Linked DNA regions of Triticum aestivum: region 2 is linked to region 1. A link is a contact called in public Hi-C data. All regions are on one chromosome and are shown on one strand. Each heading gives the region's core, a stretch centred on a gene start, on an enhancer-like site or on the middle of the called end of the contact. The rest is flanking DNA. Distances are from core to core; before and after follow the strand shown.

Evidence for each region. A called contact is a pair of places that touch in the nucleus more often than the background predicts.
Region 2: a Hi-C map of leaf shows a contact between it and region 1, with 2.9 times the contacts expected there. The contact joins the promoter of LOC123046414 here to the promoter of LOC123046413 in region 1. A contact is called at or near these places in 3 of 5 Hi-C or Micro-C datasets (all in leaf).

Annotation. Positions count from the first base shown.
Region 1 is chr2B:633,435,229-633,442,059 of IWGSC CS RefSeq v2.1, forward strand. It overlaps LOC123046413, which reads right to left and starts at 3,036. Exons shown (of 38, transcript XM_044469779.1): 1 at 2,757-3,036; 2 at 2,147-2,360; 3 at 1,968-2,063; 4 at 1,763-1,880; 5 at 1,506-1,679; 6 at 1,145-1,315; 7 at 978-1,033; 8 at 791-880; 9 at 566-714; 10 at 342-424; 11 at 86-214. The coding sequence starts at 2,913.
Region 2 is chr2B:633,790,353-633,797,183 of IWGSC CS RefSeq v2.1, forward strand. It overlaps LOC123046414 (disease resistance protein RPM1), which reads left to right and starts at 3,925. Exons shown (of 1, transcript XM_044469780.1): 1 at 3,925-6,831. The coding sequence starts at 4,013. The coding sequence ends at 6,787.

The sequences.
Region 1 (6,831 bases), core at 1,786-4,285:
ATTATGTGGCATTCAATTCATCAAATATGACATAGACAAGGGTTAGCAGTTCTACAAATTTGCATAAAATAAATCCATATCAGACCTTTGGGTGATCCAGACTGAACCAGATGTTAGCATCAGAAATTTCAGCTGGCATGCTCTTGCTTTCATCAAACACTAAGCTGAGCAACTTGGAAGAAGAATCCCCTTTTACTGAGTTAATTTCAGATTCCTGGCAGAATGACGTTCTAGATCAATGACTTCCAAAATTGAAATGAAGAACATTCATAATGAAATAGAGCAGAACAAAAAAATACAACTAGGAAATATATGAAGCTGGATAAGCAACAAATTTATACCTCAAGAAATTTACGGATAGCATCACGTAGCTCACATGAATATTTTTTTTCAATTGCAGCGAAGATCTTCTTTGCCCATATACCTGAGTATTATAAAGATAGAACATTGGTAGGGGAAGATGATCTTTCATAATGAAGCACTACTGAGAGTACAATACACACACACATCAATGTATGGATAATTGATCAGTTTAAAACATAATTGCCAGAAATACAATGACTACCTGTGCGGTTTATATCTGGATTGTCGGTGACCCGTGATGCTTTGATACAGTTTCCAAGAACCTTCCGCACAATCCTTTCAACAAAGTTCTTGATAGGTATTGTCTCCATGGTTTCAATAAGGTGCACGTGGCAGGATTCATCACTAGTACTGTTCACATGTTTCCAGAGTCATGGAATGAAAGTAATATACAAAAATAATCACAGTTATCACATGAGCAAATTACCTGTAGTCAACCAGTGATTCAACATAAAGCCTAACGAAATTCTCAATGTTGAACTCGCTTGATAATACAGAAAGGACGCCAGAAAAATCCCTGTAAACAAATTGCCATCAAATAACCAATGCCCAATGCTAAGAAGAAACTGAATATATAGGCCATCTGGTAAACCGAAGCCACAAGTAAGCCTTACCTGATGTCTTTTAGAATCATCAATGGCTTCTTACGGAATTCATGGACAGACTGCGACTGCAACATTAACAGAAAACCTTTATATCATTGATGCATCGAGTTTAATACTTGATATACAGAAGCACATTTTATGGGGGACTTGTGACAAGAAAGTTGTTATGGACCAACCTGAACTAGACTTATAATAGCCATTACTGTAACACGAAGCCACGGTAAATCAACCGACTCCAATGCATCATGCTGTGCAGCCTTTGCAACAAAGATAATTAAGTCTTGAACAAGTTTTGGTGCCAGTGTTGCTCGTGTTGCCAGTACCCCAACAATCATCAGAGCGCCAGCCTGGTTATAAAAGAACCCATCACAATGATGTAGCTTAAAGAGCATAAGGTGGATTTCAGAAAATATAAAAAAATTTGCATGCAGACTTAATTTTTATTTAGCATTGTAATCGTAATGAATAGGTAAACAAACATTGAGATGTCAATTTTGCATAAATGGATAACATAAGTTACATATCTTTCAAGCCAACCTTATAATCTCGGTCTGCCCCAATATCAGGATTAAGGGAGTCGAACACATATCCCACCACCCTCTGCACTATATTTGAATCAAGCTTGGGGATAGCTCCCAAGCACTCCACAATTACTGCAGTGCAAAAGCACACCACTGTCCTTGAATGAAGGAAACCCTTTTTTGGTGCCGCCTGGTAATTGATGAAAACATCAAGCACGAACCTTCAAAGGCAAGGGATAATCCTACAACAAAAAATAAGGCAGCCTAACTTACATAGTTGGAAAGGGTCTCCAGCAAAGAAGTATCACGGATGCACTGCTGTACTAGAACACTCCTGGGCGGGGGTGCACCCGAGGATTTCACACCATCAAGAAATGTCCACTTACTGTTCCTGAGTGCACAACATCAAGCAAACACTGAGTGAATTGAAAAGATAAAGGGAACAAACCAAGCATAAACCAGGACCTCTGACACCCACCCTAAGTTGACCAACTGCACAATCCGAACAAACGCATGTGTATCATGGTACGGCAATGCACACAGCAGCAACTCATCCACGTTGTAGACATGCACCCTGCATGAACATTTCCGTCAGATACAGAAGAACAGGCTAGAGCTCACGGGGAGGGACGAATGTAGCTGAAGGTTGGTACATACAGGTATCGGCGGATAAGGTATTCAAGCGTCTTGAGGGCAGCTGGAAGCTGCAGATAGCCAGCTAGAAGGCCAAGGTAGGAGGAGATGGACTTGTTCAGCTTGTCATTTTCCTTTTGAGTTTGCTGCTCACGGTTGACCTCAAGGCTAGTCTGGCTGAATAGCGTGCTACTGTACCTCGCAAACCTCTCGTCCACACCAGTAAGATGCTCCAAGCCTACATATCACAATTCCAGTCAATTATTGCAAGGAAACATAAACGTGCGTGCAAGTCCTCCATATGCGAAACTAGCATAGCTTGATGTGAGAAGTTAGAAGAATTCTGAAAAAATTCAGGAGTGGCTCTGATGTACAGAGTGCAGTGCAGTGTACTCTATCAGCTGACAAATCGCAGAAAAAATCCTAGGGGCTAGGGTAACCATGGGTGCAATTATTTGGAATAACCAAGGAGCCTGACGACCAAATCGAAAATGGTTGGTAATACGCGCTTGAGCTAGCGAATAAATATACCAAAAGTAGTATTGTTCAAGGGAACAGGGAGCTAGGAAACATGGTATCAAAGGAACAGTATGCTTAGATCGATAGAGATGTTCGTCGGGCGAGGGATGGGTACCGGAGAGGGCGATGGGGAGGATGGCGCGGAGGTCGATGTCGGCGGCCTCCTTGGCGTCGAAGAGCACGGACGGCCGGGTGATGGGCCGGCGAGTCGACTCCGGCGCGGAGCCGAGGGCCGACTTGATGGCCTGCAGCTGCGACGCAATCGAAGACATCGCCTGGGGTATGGGGGTGGCGCCGCGGACGCCGCCGCCGCTAAACCCTAATAAAACCCTGCGCGGCGGGAGGGGAGGGGAGGGGAGAGGCGGCGCCGAGCAGGTCGGGGAGGGAGGGGTGTAGGCAGCACGCAGCAAGGAAGCGGTCGGTTTTGTGGTGGTGCGCTAAGCGAGAAGGTCATGGGCCGGATCGCTGTGGAAGCCCATCTCACTGCCGTCGGCGAGGCCCGGTTAGCTGTTCCCAGACGATCAACTCAAAAAAAAACAGAGAATCGAATTGCTGCCATCAGACAGCATCGAAATCACTAAAAAAATATTTGCGGGAAAGAGGATTCCATTATAATTATGTAATTACAATCAGCGGCAACAATGCTCGCAATCTCATCAGGGGAGACACAATCAGCAGGCAGTCCACTGTTGTGTGCGTCCCATTTGAGCGAGAGTATGACTAGCTACATTTATTTCACACTTGATCTTGATTATTTGAATCTTTCCTTTCTTGAGACAGAATTGCTTTGATAACCGTAACCCTGTGGGTGTTTGCTGAATGGTCCTTCCTGGCATCCGATATTAGTTGTATTGCATTTGCGCTGTCCGTCTCAACTAGGATGTCTGAATTAGTCCAGTTGAGAGCCAGTGTAATTCCTTCATGGATCGCCACTGGTTCGGCTTTCAATGCATCTGCGCAGTTTCCAAGCCCTCTAATTGCAGCAAGCGTTATAGCTCCCGAGTGGTCACGAAGGATCATCCCTGCTCGTGCAGTACCATTCGTTGGTTGGAAGGATCCGTCGACATTGAGTTTTGCACAGCCAACCACCAGTGGTATCCACCGTTGTACATGTGGTATGGGGTTGTACTTCCTCACAGGCTTGCCAAAGTAGTCCCCACCATGTTTACCTTTGACGGGTCTGCATCTAGATACTTGTAGAGACAAGAGGGATGTGACATAGCTGGCAAGGAAACGACGTGAGGGCTCGATTGGAACCGTCGGCTTCTCATGTGTAATTTTGTTTCTTGCATACCAAGCTCGCCAGAGAATCATTAATACCATTATTCGTTGGGTCTCGTTCAGCTTTTCCAAGAGTCTGAATATCCACTCCGGCTCTGTATCTTGCAAAGTTTCCTCACCTGGAATGTCCCAGATCTCTCTCATAGCATTCCATAGGCCAGCAGCATGGGGGCAACGAACAAGGGTGTGATGTGTGTCCTCCATAGCATGCCTACATATGGTGCATTCTTGGTCATTCTGCATGTGCTTAGATTTTTTACTCGCTTCTGTCACCAGAGCTTCATGTGCAGCTTTCCACGCAAAAATGCGCACCTTAGGTGGCGCTTGATTCCTCCAGATTAAGTCCCACGCAGATCGTTGGCCATCCGGACGCACGCTGGAAGAAACAATGTCACTTGCATTCATTTTCTCCTATAAGCCAAGGGAGTATGCGCTCTTTACACAGAAGTGACCTTTTTTGTCCAGGAACCAAGCCACGAAGTCTGACTCCAATCTCTGTGATGGTTTGATTTTCACAATCTCCTCAATATCAACTTGGTGGAAAATATTGATGTACGAGTGTTGTATTCCAGGTTTCATCAATACGCAACAGTTCAACAACCCATTTGAGGTGACATCGACCCCTCAGAGTGATGAGCCGACAGGAAGGACCACGGGGGATCCATGGGTCTCTCCATATCCGGACTTTTGCTCCATTTCCTATGCGCCATATAATTCCTTTCTTAAGCAGTTCGAGTCCATACTCAATTGCTTTCTGGGCTGACAAAGCATTGCCTGTGAAGACCGTGTCTACAAGCACCCCATCGGGATAATTTTTGGCCCTGAGTACTTGGGCACAAAGGCTATCAGGATATTCAATTAACCTATTAGCCAACAAGGCCTGATTGAACAATTGTAAATCTCGAAAGCCCATACCGCCACATCTTTTTGGTCTGATCATACAATCCCATGAGATCTAGTGTGCGTCGTTGATGCTTGCTAGCACCCCACCAAAACGCTCTTATCATTTTCATAAGATCTTCACACATCCCATCAGGTAGCTTGAAAACACCCATAGGGAAGGTTGGCAAGGATTGTGCTACTGCCTTAATGAGAGTTTCTTTACCACCATTGAAATACTCTCCCCATTGGGCCATTCTTTTCAGCAGCTTCTCTTGAATGCTTTGGAAGTTTCCTCTAGTCATTCGACCCTCTGGGGTAGGGAGACCCAAATATTTGGGTTCAAACTCCTTGTGTGACATGCAACACAACCTTAACTTCCTCTTGTACCTCAGTCGGGCAAGCCTTACCGAACATCAGAGAACATTTATCGACATTTACCAGCTGGTCGGTACCCTGAGCGTATGTATTGATTACATGTTGTACCCTCAGAGCTTGCTCGGTTTTTGCTTTGAATAATAACATCGTGTCATCCACAAATAACATATGCGAGATACCAGGGGCTCGACGACATATCCTCAGGGGCTCAATCCGGTTGTTATTGATCTCCTTCTGAAGCAACGCCCAGAGGCCATCTGCGACAAACAAAAATAGGAATGGCGACAAGGGGTCGCCTTGGCGGAGACCACGAGATGGAGTAAACGAATCCAGCAAGGTTCCATTAAATTTAACTGAGTAGATCACCGTGGTCACACATGACATGATCCAGCCGATCCATCGGTGAGAGAAACCTAAGCTTTCGTCGCTTTCTCAAGAAATTCCCAGTCCAGACGGTCATATGCCTTTGAGAGATCAGTTTTGTACGCACAAAAATTCTTCCTCGGATTTGTATTCTTCTCAATGAAATGAAAGAACTCAAAGGCCACGAGCGCATTATCAATGATAAGCCTCCCAGGGATGAACACACTCTGGTTTACTGAGATTATATCGTCTAGGAAGGGCCTTAGTATGTTTGCTAAACATTTCACAATCACCTTGTATAGCACTGTGCGCAAGCTAATGGGCCGGAACTCTCGTAATTTTGATGGCTGGTCCACTTTGGGAATGAGGATAATTGCAGTATGATTGATGTTAGCTGGTTTATTGTCCCCCATTTTCTCTGATAAAACCTGGCAGGAAATCCGTCGGTACCTGGAGCCTTCAAAGGCCAATCTGGAACATAGCATCGGATATTTCTTTGTCAGAGAATTCTTTACAAATGGCTTCATCCATATCCTCAGAGACCTTTTTTCTGAAACAAGTTAACAATGTCACTTGGATTCAAATTAGGATCCTGTGAGAAGAGGTCCTAAAAGAATTGAGTGGTCATCTTTTCCAGGTCGGTCTGAGAGGAGATCCAACTTCCATCAGTCTTTTGAAGTTTAACAATTTTGTTCTTTTTTGCATGCCAAACAACTTTCTGATGGAAGAACTTCGTGTTTCGATCGCCCTCTTTCAGCCAACTAACTCTGCATCATTGCAACCATAGCATTTCCTCCTTATTTAGGAGTTCATTTAATTTATCTGAAATCTGTCTCACCTCCTTACTGTCCGCCCCATGCAGTAGCAGATTGTTTAGTTCAGACCGGACCGCTTCAAGTTCACGGAGAATATTGCCAAACTTGCGGCTGCTCCACGCTTGTAAAGACTGCATCACACTTCCTAAGCAGAGTTGGATAGCACCCAGGTCACTCTTGTCATCTGCTGTTGCCCAAGCTTGTTCAATGATTTCAGGCAGATCAGATGCTCTTTCCTAAAACAACTCATACTGCCTACATCTCTTCTTATTCTGGGTTGATTGTTCTGCTTTGAGACGGACAAGCAGCACACAATGGTCCGAACAAGAGGAAACTATGTGCTCAACTGATGCATCTTGAAACATATCCCTCCAGTTATTGTTCACCACCACACGATCGAGCCTGACCTTGGCATTCTTTCTCCCTCCCCTTTTATTGTCATAAGTGAATGGTACTCCTCTGAATCCTAGGTCG
Region 2 (6,831 bases), core at 2,675-5,174, 360 kb after region 1:
GGTAACGAGGGAGGCGGTCTACATGATGGGGTTAAACCCTAGCCAGCATAGCCTCGTCAACGCCGTCGTGGCCGCCGCGGTCAGCACCGGATCATCCGCCTTTCCTCGGACGATGCTGCCTGACTCGCCCCGCGCGGCGGCTTGCACCCCGGTGCCCGGCTTCCACGTCTACCCGCAGGCCTCCCGCCTCTCGGGGGAGTGCTCACCCGAGGTGAGCATGGTTGCTCCTTCCACGACCGCGCCCATCGACCTCAACGCCACACCGGTGGCCACTGGCTCGTCAGCCGGAGGCGCGAGGAAACACGTGCGGCAAACGCCAGCCGACCAGCTGCCGGGCGCACGCAACCCGTTCGACGGAATGTCGGTCGCCGGCGACAGTGACTACATGCAGAACATGATCTTCGAGGGTGGTGCGCAGGCCGCTGGCTTCGATCCCGACGAGACACAAAGCCAGGATGGCCGAGGGGCGTTCACGCCATCCGCTGGCTACAATAAAGATCAGGCCGCCTTCATGCGTGATCAGGTCAGCCTGGACCTGGACGGCTTCCCTCTTGACCATGAGTTTTCGGAGGACTACGGGCTAGAGGAAGAGGACGAGTGCGACATCGAAGGGGAGCCTTTGTTCGAGGACAAGCTCGCCAACCAAGCCGTCGGGCCGAAGCCAAAGCACAAGAGCAAGCGAACCAAGGCATACACGGCGGCCGAGGACAAGCTTCTTTGCGAGTGTTGGAGAGATATTGGGCAAGTCCCCAAGACGGGCACCAAACAAAAGCATTCAACCTTTTGGATTCGTGTCCACCGTGAGTTCCATCAGCGCAAGAAGTTTCCGCCGTACCAAATAGTAAGCGCGCGCGGGTGGTGTCCATTTCGAAGCGATGGAGGGTGATCCAACAAGAGTGCAACAAGTTTTGTGCCACTCTTGAGAGCATCAAGGCCCACCCCGTGAGCGGCATCGGCATGCAAGACATGGTATGCTAGCAAGCCGCCCTCTTTTTGTGTCATCAAGTTTATACATGTGTGTTCATTTGCATATCATTTTGCCAATATGCTTGCATAAAATACATTTGTAGTCATTTCAAGCTTTGGAGGCATTCAAGGTCCAACACAATGGCAAGTGCTTCAACCTCTCCCATTGATTTAGGGTGATCAAAGACGAGGAGAAGTTCAAGGGACAATATGCCATCCTCAAGTCGCGTGGTGGGAAGCAAGCCATGGAGGAGGTTGGGGACGGCGAGAAGGCTCGGCCGCGGGGGAAGGCCACCTCCAAGAAGGAGGACAAGCAGGATGCGGCATCGATCGCCTTGATCACAACCGTGAAGGGCATGATCATCAAGAAGGACTCAAGGGAGGAGAAGCGTCGGCAAGAAAGAGAAGAGCAAATGAACGCCTTCATGGAGATCCAAAGGAGGAGGCTTGACATGGAGGCGGAAAAGCAAGCATGGATGCTTGAGATGGAGGCGGAGAAGCAAGCCAAGATGCTAGAGATCGAGGCCGCCAACGCCAAGACCAAGGCCAAAGAAGTGGCTCTCGCGAGCATGATGACCGGGGTGGAGATCATGAAGGTGGATCTCAACACCGTGTCGCCAAGGAAGAGGCCGTGGTTCGAGAAGATGCAGGCCGACATGCTCAAGTTCGACGATGAGTGATCTATATGGTGGCGAGCCTCATCTTTTTGGATGCCGACAGGTGTGCTGGCATGATCACGGGGGCCGTGATGGCATGGTCGAACTCAAGTCCCACCCTTTTTTGTGTGCTGGCATGTGTGCCGGCCGGCTGGCGAGTGCGCCAGCATGAATTGTGGTGTTATTTTTTGAAGCCGGCATTGTATGCTGGCATTGGCATGATGCCGGCATGAGACATGGGCGCTGGCATGATCGGTCGTGGGCCTTTTTTTAATGTTGATTGTGGACATGAAATGGATCGGCGCGTTGGGCGCACTGCCGATCCAAATCTAAAACATGGCGGATACCGGGCGGGCGGCCGGTCCAAACGGACAAGAAAGGACAAATTCACCGTCTGTTTGGGTCAACCTGTTGGAATTGCTCTTAGAGAAGGAGAAAACTGATGGCTCGCGTCATATAACCGAATGGCTCGTGAGGCTGCCGCCGGCCGACACGTAGCATGCCAAAAAAAATTATACCATAAACTACTCCCTCCATTGCAAAATAAATGTCTTGAGCTTAGTACAAATTTGTACTAGAGCTAGTACAAAGTTGAGACACTTATTTTGAAACGGATGGGTAGAAAAAAATACTTGGACACGTCTAGGGAGCGGCCGGCTGCTCCCTAGCTGTTCAGAGTGGCCTACTTATTTGTCCTAATATGATCCTAAAAGGAAAAATAGTATCTTTCATGTGAATCAGAAGTGCTAAAAAGGACGCTCCTAATTAATCATTCCACGTGATCTCTTGTCATATGATGGATGTCTGCATGCCTCCTGCGAGCCTTGTCTTTTGCGTAATACTTTTGGGTTTTCAAAATTTTAAAAAGCCATATCTTTCAAACCACGTGTCGGAATTCAGATCCGTTTTCACCATTGGAACCCTCGTGACGTGCTCTTCGAAACTAGATCCCGCATGGGTATGTTTTGACGAATTTTTTTTGGTGCCAACTAAGTCCCTCATTTTGTGCAACTGCCTAACAGTTGATGTGCAACTACCTGACATCAGATGTGCAACTTTTCGTCTACCCCATGGAAGTATAGTTTTCATTGATGGCACATCTACTCCCAAACTACCTCCTCCTAGTGAGATGTTCAAATTCGTGTTTTGCCCAGGCCAACTACCTAGTAGTTCATGTGCAACTTTTCCCTTACCCATGATTGTGCTTTCACTGTTTGCTGCATCAGCCAATTTTCTAGCAGTGGATGTGCAACTTCGGATACTATCACCGCCAACTGTCTACTAGTGATGTGCAACTATCCCTCATACCTCATGGATGTTTAATTTCCTTACTAGCACTCGAAAACACCCGTCTAGTGGGATGTGCAACTTTAGCGCCCCGTTTATATGCAACCTTTACTACCCTCATGAGTATGTAACTTTTCACTGCCCTCATGAATATGGAATTTTCACCATCCAACTATCCCTACTTGTGAGATGTGCAACTTTATATGTTGCTATGGCCAACTGCCTAGCAGACTTTGTGCAACTCTATTTGTTGCCCCCGCCAACTGAAACTACATATCCACAAGTAGGGAGGGGAAAGAGTTGCACATTTAGTAATAGAAAGTTGGCTCGAACAACAGACTAAGTTGCACGTATCACTAGTAGGGAAGGTGGGGCGGGTGTGACAACTGTAAAAAGCCTACACATCCACGAGAAGGACAAGGGTTGTACATCGACTACTACATAGTTGGTCGGGACAGTAGACTAGTTGCACATCAAATTTTCATGGTTGCTAGGTTGTAACCTCATGTGAAGTTAGATCATGCAGCTCAAAAAACTGGTTTTGAAAAAATTTGCACCATGTATAGTATTAAAGTTGCACAATGCAGTACTGAAGTTGCACAATATAGCGCCAAAGTTGGCATCAAAAAAATTTCGTCGAAACATACCCATGCGGGATCTAGTTTCAAAGATCTCGTCGCGAAGAATCCAAGAGTGAAGACGGATCTGAAATCCGACGCGCAATTTAAAAGATATGGCTTTTTAAAAATTCAGAAAACCGAAATAATTGCACGTGAACCTGTTTCTTTCGAATCGAACTAACCACTGTGAACGCATTTAATACTAATAATGACATGCACTAGCTGATACTGTAAAAAACAATTCATGCATGGTTGAGAAGACCGGCCGCTTGTTTTCTTCAAAAAGTACACGTGCATTTTAAAGAATTTGGGAAAATATTTTGCGGTATCCTTTGAACGATTTTTGCGCCACGGCACGTCAGGCGATCCGCGTCCTACCGGATGTGGTAGAGATGCTCTCAGTCGTAGAGAATCGCTGACTTTCTTTCTGGACCAGGGCAGCACTTTCTCGGCCACACCACGCAGCTCGCCTACGGCGAGGCCATGGCCGAGATGATCGCGATATCGCTCTCGGCGAAGGTCGCCGCAACGCTGTCGCGCAGTGCGGTCGTCGACATCTCCTCTCTCGTGGCCGTCCGCTCGGGCATCGCCGCCGCGGCGCGGGACCTGGAGCTCCTCCGCGCGTTCCTCCGGTTCGCCGACTCCCGCCGCGGCGCGGACGCGCTCGCCTCCGCCTGGGTGGACCAGATCCGGGACGTCGGCTTCGAGCTGGAGGACGCCGCGGACGAGTACGCCTTCCTCTCCGGCGGCGGCTTCGTCCGCGCCTGCGCTAACTTCGGCGCGTGGCTCGCTCTGGCCAGACGGCTAGGCAAGGCGCGGGTGAGGCTCCGCGACCTGTCGGACGCCAAGGAGCGGTACGGCATCCGACCGGCCGAGGCCTCCGCGTCCAGCTCCGCTCCCGACGGCGGCACCGCGGCCTTCGTAGGCCGGAAGCTAGCGGAAGCAGCACATTTCTTGCAGGATGGGGAGATCGTCGGCTTCGCGGCGCACAGAAGGTCACTGATGAAATGGCTCACGGAGGACCTTGACTCCCGGCGGTCGCTGGTCGCCGTGTGCGGGATGGGCGGCGTTGGGAAGACCACTCTGGTCACCAGCGTGTACAAGGAGGTCGCCGCAAGCCGCCACTTCGACTGCGCTGCGTGGGTGTCCGTCTCCAAGAACTTCACTACGGATGACCTTCTAAGGAAAATTGCCAAAGAACTCCACCGGGACGCTCGGGCCGGCATGCCAGACATTGACGAGATGGACTACCGGTCGCTGGTGGAAGCTTTGCGTGGGCATCTCGCCAAGAAGAGGTACTTGTTATTGCTGGATGATGTCTGGCATGCCGATGCGTGGTATGAAATACGCAATGCGTTGGTTGATGATGGAAAAGGGAGCAGGATAATCATCACAACACGCAGTCAAGATGTTGCCTCTCTGGCAGCATCCACCAGGATCATCATGTTGGAACCGCTCCCTCAGCAAGAAGCATGGTCCCTGTTTTGTAACACCACATTCAGGGAAGATGCCAACGGGGAGTGCCCGCATCATCTGGAGCATTGGGCTTTGAAGATTCTGGGCAGATGTTGTGGTCTACCATTAGCAATTGTATCAGTTGGTAATCTCCTTGCATTGAAGGATAGAACGGAATTTGCTTGGAAGAATGTCCATGACAGCCTTGACTGGAATGAAAGCAGTGTTCGTGGAATCGGGCAAGTGTCAAGCATACTGAATCTGAGCATTGACGATCTGCCTTATTACCTGAAGAGATGTTTGCTGTATTGCAGTATATACCCTGAAGATTTCTTGATCAAAAGGAAAATTCTGATCAGGTTGTGGATTGCAGAAGGCTATTTTGAGGAGAAGGGCCAGGGCACAATGGAGGAGATTGCGGATGATTACCTGCACCAGCTCGTGCAACGTAGCCTGTTGCAGGTCACGCTAAAAAATGAGTTTGGACGAGCGAAACGGCTCTGCATTCATGACCTGATCAGGGATTTGATTTTGCAAAGGTCAGCAAAGGAAGGGTTCACTGTATTCTCAAAATGTCAGCCAACATTGGAGTCAAGCAAAAAAATCCGTCATCTTATACTTGATCGATGGGCAAGTGATCATCGACCAGTTCCAAAGATGACATTGCTTCGCTCCTTCAGCGCATTTAAGTCAGATATGGATTCTTCAGTCTTGTCTGGCTTTAGGTTATTAACCGTATTAAACTTATGGTTCGTTCAGATAGATAAACTGCCTAGCTCACTGACCAAACTTCTTAATCTGCGGTATCTTGGCATCCGTTCCACTCTCATTGAAGAGCTTCCACAGGATTTGGGACAGTTACATAACTTGCAAACTTTAGATACAAAGTGGTCCAGGGTCCAGAGACTACCACCAAGCATAAGAAAGCTCGATAACCTGCGCCACCTGATAGTGTTTAGACGCCGATCTGCAGACTTCAGGTCTCCGTTCCCTGGTACAGCAATTGAATTTCCAGATGGGCTGCAAAATCTTACTTGCCTGCAGACTCTAAAATACATTGAGGCTGATGAGAAGATGGTCAAATCCTTAAAAAGCTTAAAACACATGAAGAGCTTAGAGCTATCTGGTGTGCATGAGAGTAATCTTATTCATTTGCCCTCATCCATCTCCACAATGAGCGGCCTTCTGTGCTTGGGGATTGTCAGTCGGGACGGTAATGTAATATTGGACCTGGAGCCATTTTATCCACCCCCACTAAAGCTACAGAGACTTTCATTGACAGGGATGTTAGCCAAAGGTAAGTTGCCTTCATGGTTTGGGCACCTTGATAACCTCATGCAGTTGCGGTTGTGTTCATCTGAACTCAGAGGAGATTCAATTGGATTGATCTCATCACTTCCCAGGCTGTTACATCTTACCCTAAAGAATGCATACACCGACAAGATCTTAACCTTTCCAGAAGGCAGTTTTCCAGTTCTTAAGAAGCTGAGCTTACATGAGATGCCTAATCTTTCTCACGTCGAGTTTGGAAAAGGGAGTCTTGTACATCTAAATGTATTAATCCTAGGCCGTTGTGATGAGCTAACTGCAATACCCCAAGGCATCGAGAACCTCACAGAGCTCAACAACCTTGAGCTTTTTGAAATGCCAAGTGAGATAATACAAAAGATTCAAGATGGGGAAACATTAGAGGGGAATTATGAAGATTCTCAGCGCACTACAACTGTTAAGAACATCCACTGGTATAATGGACGATTGTTGCAGAAAACAATTTACACCAACCTATTCACTGTTCAAATGTAGGGCATTGAAAAATGGATGCAGCATTGTGTGAAGTCTACTGGATT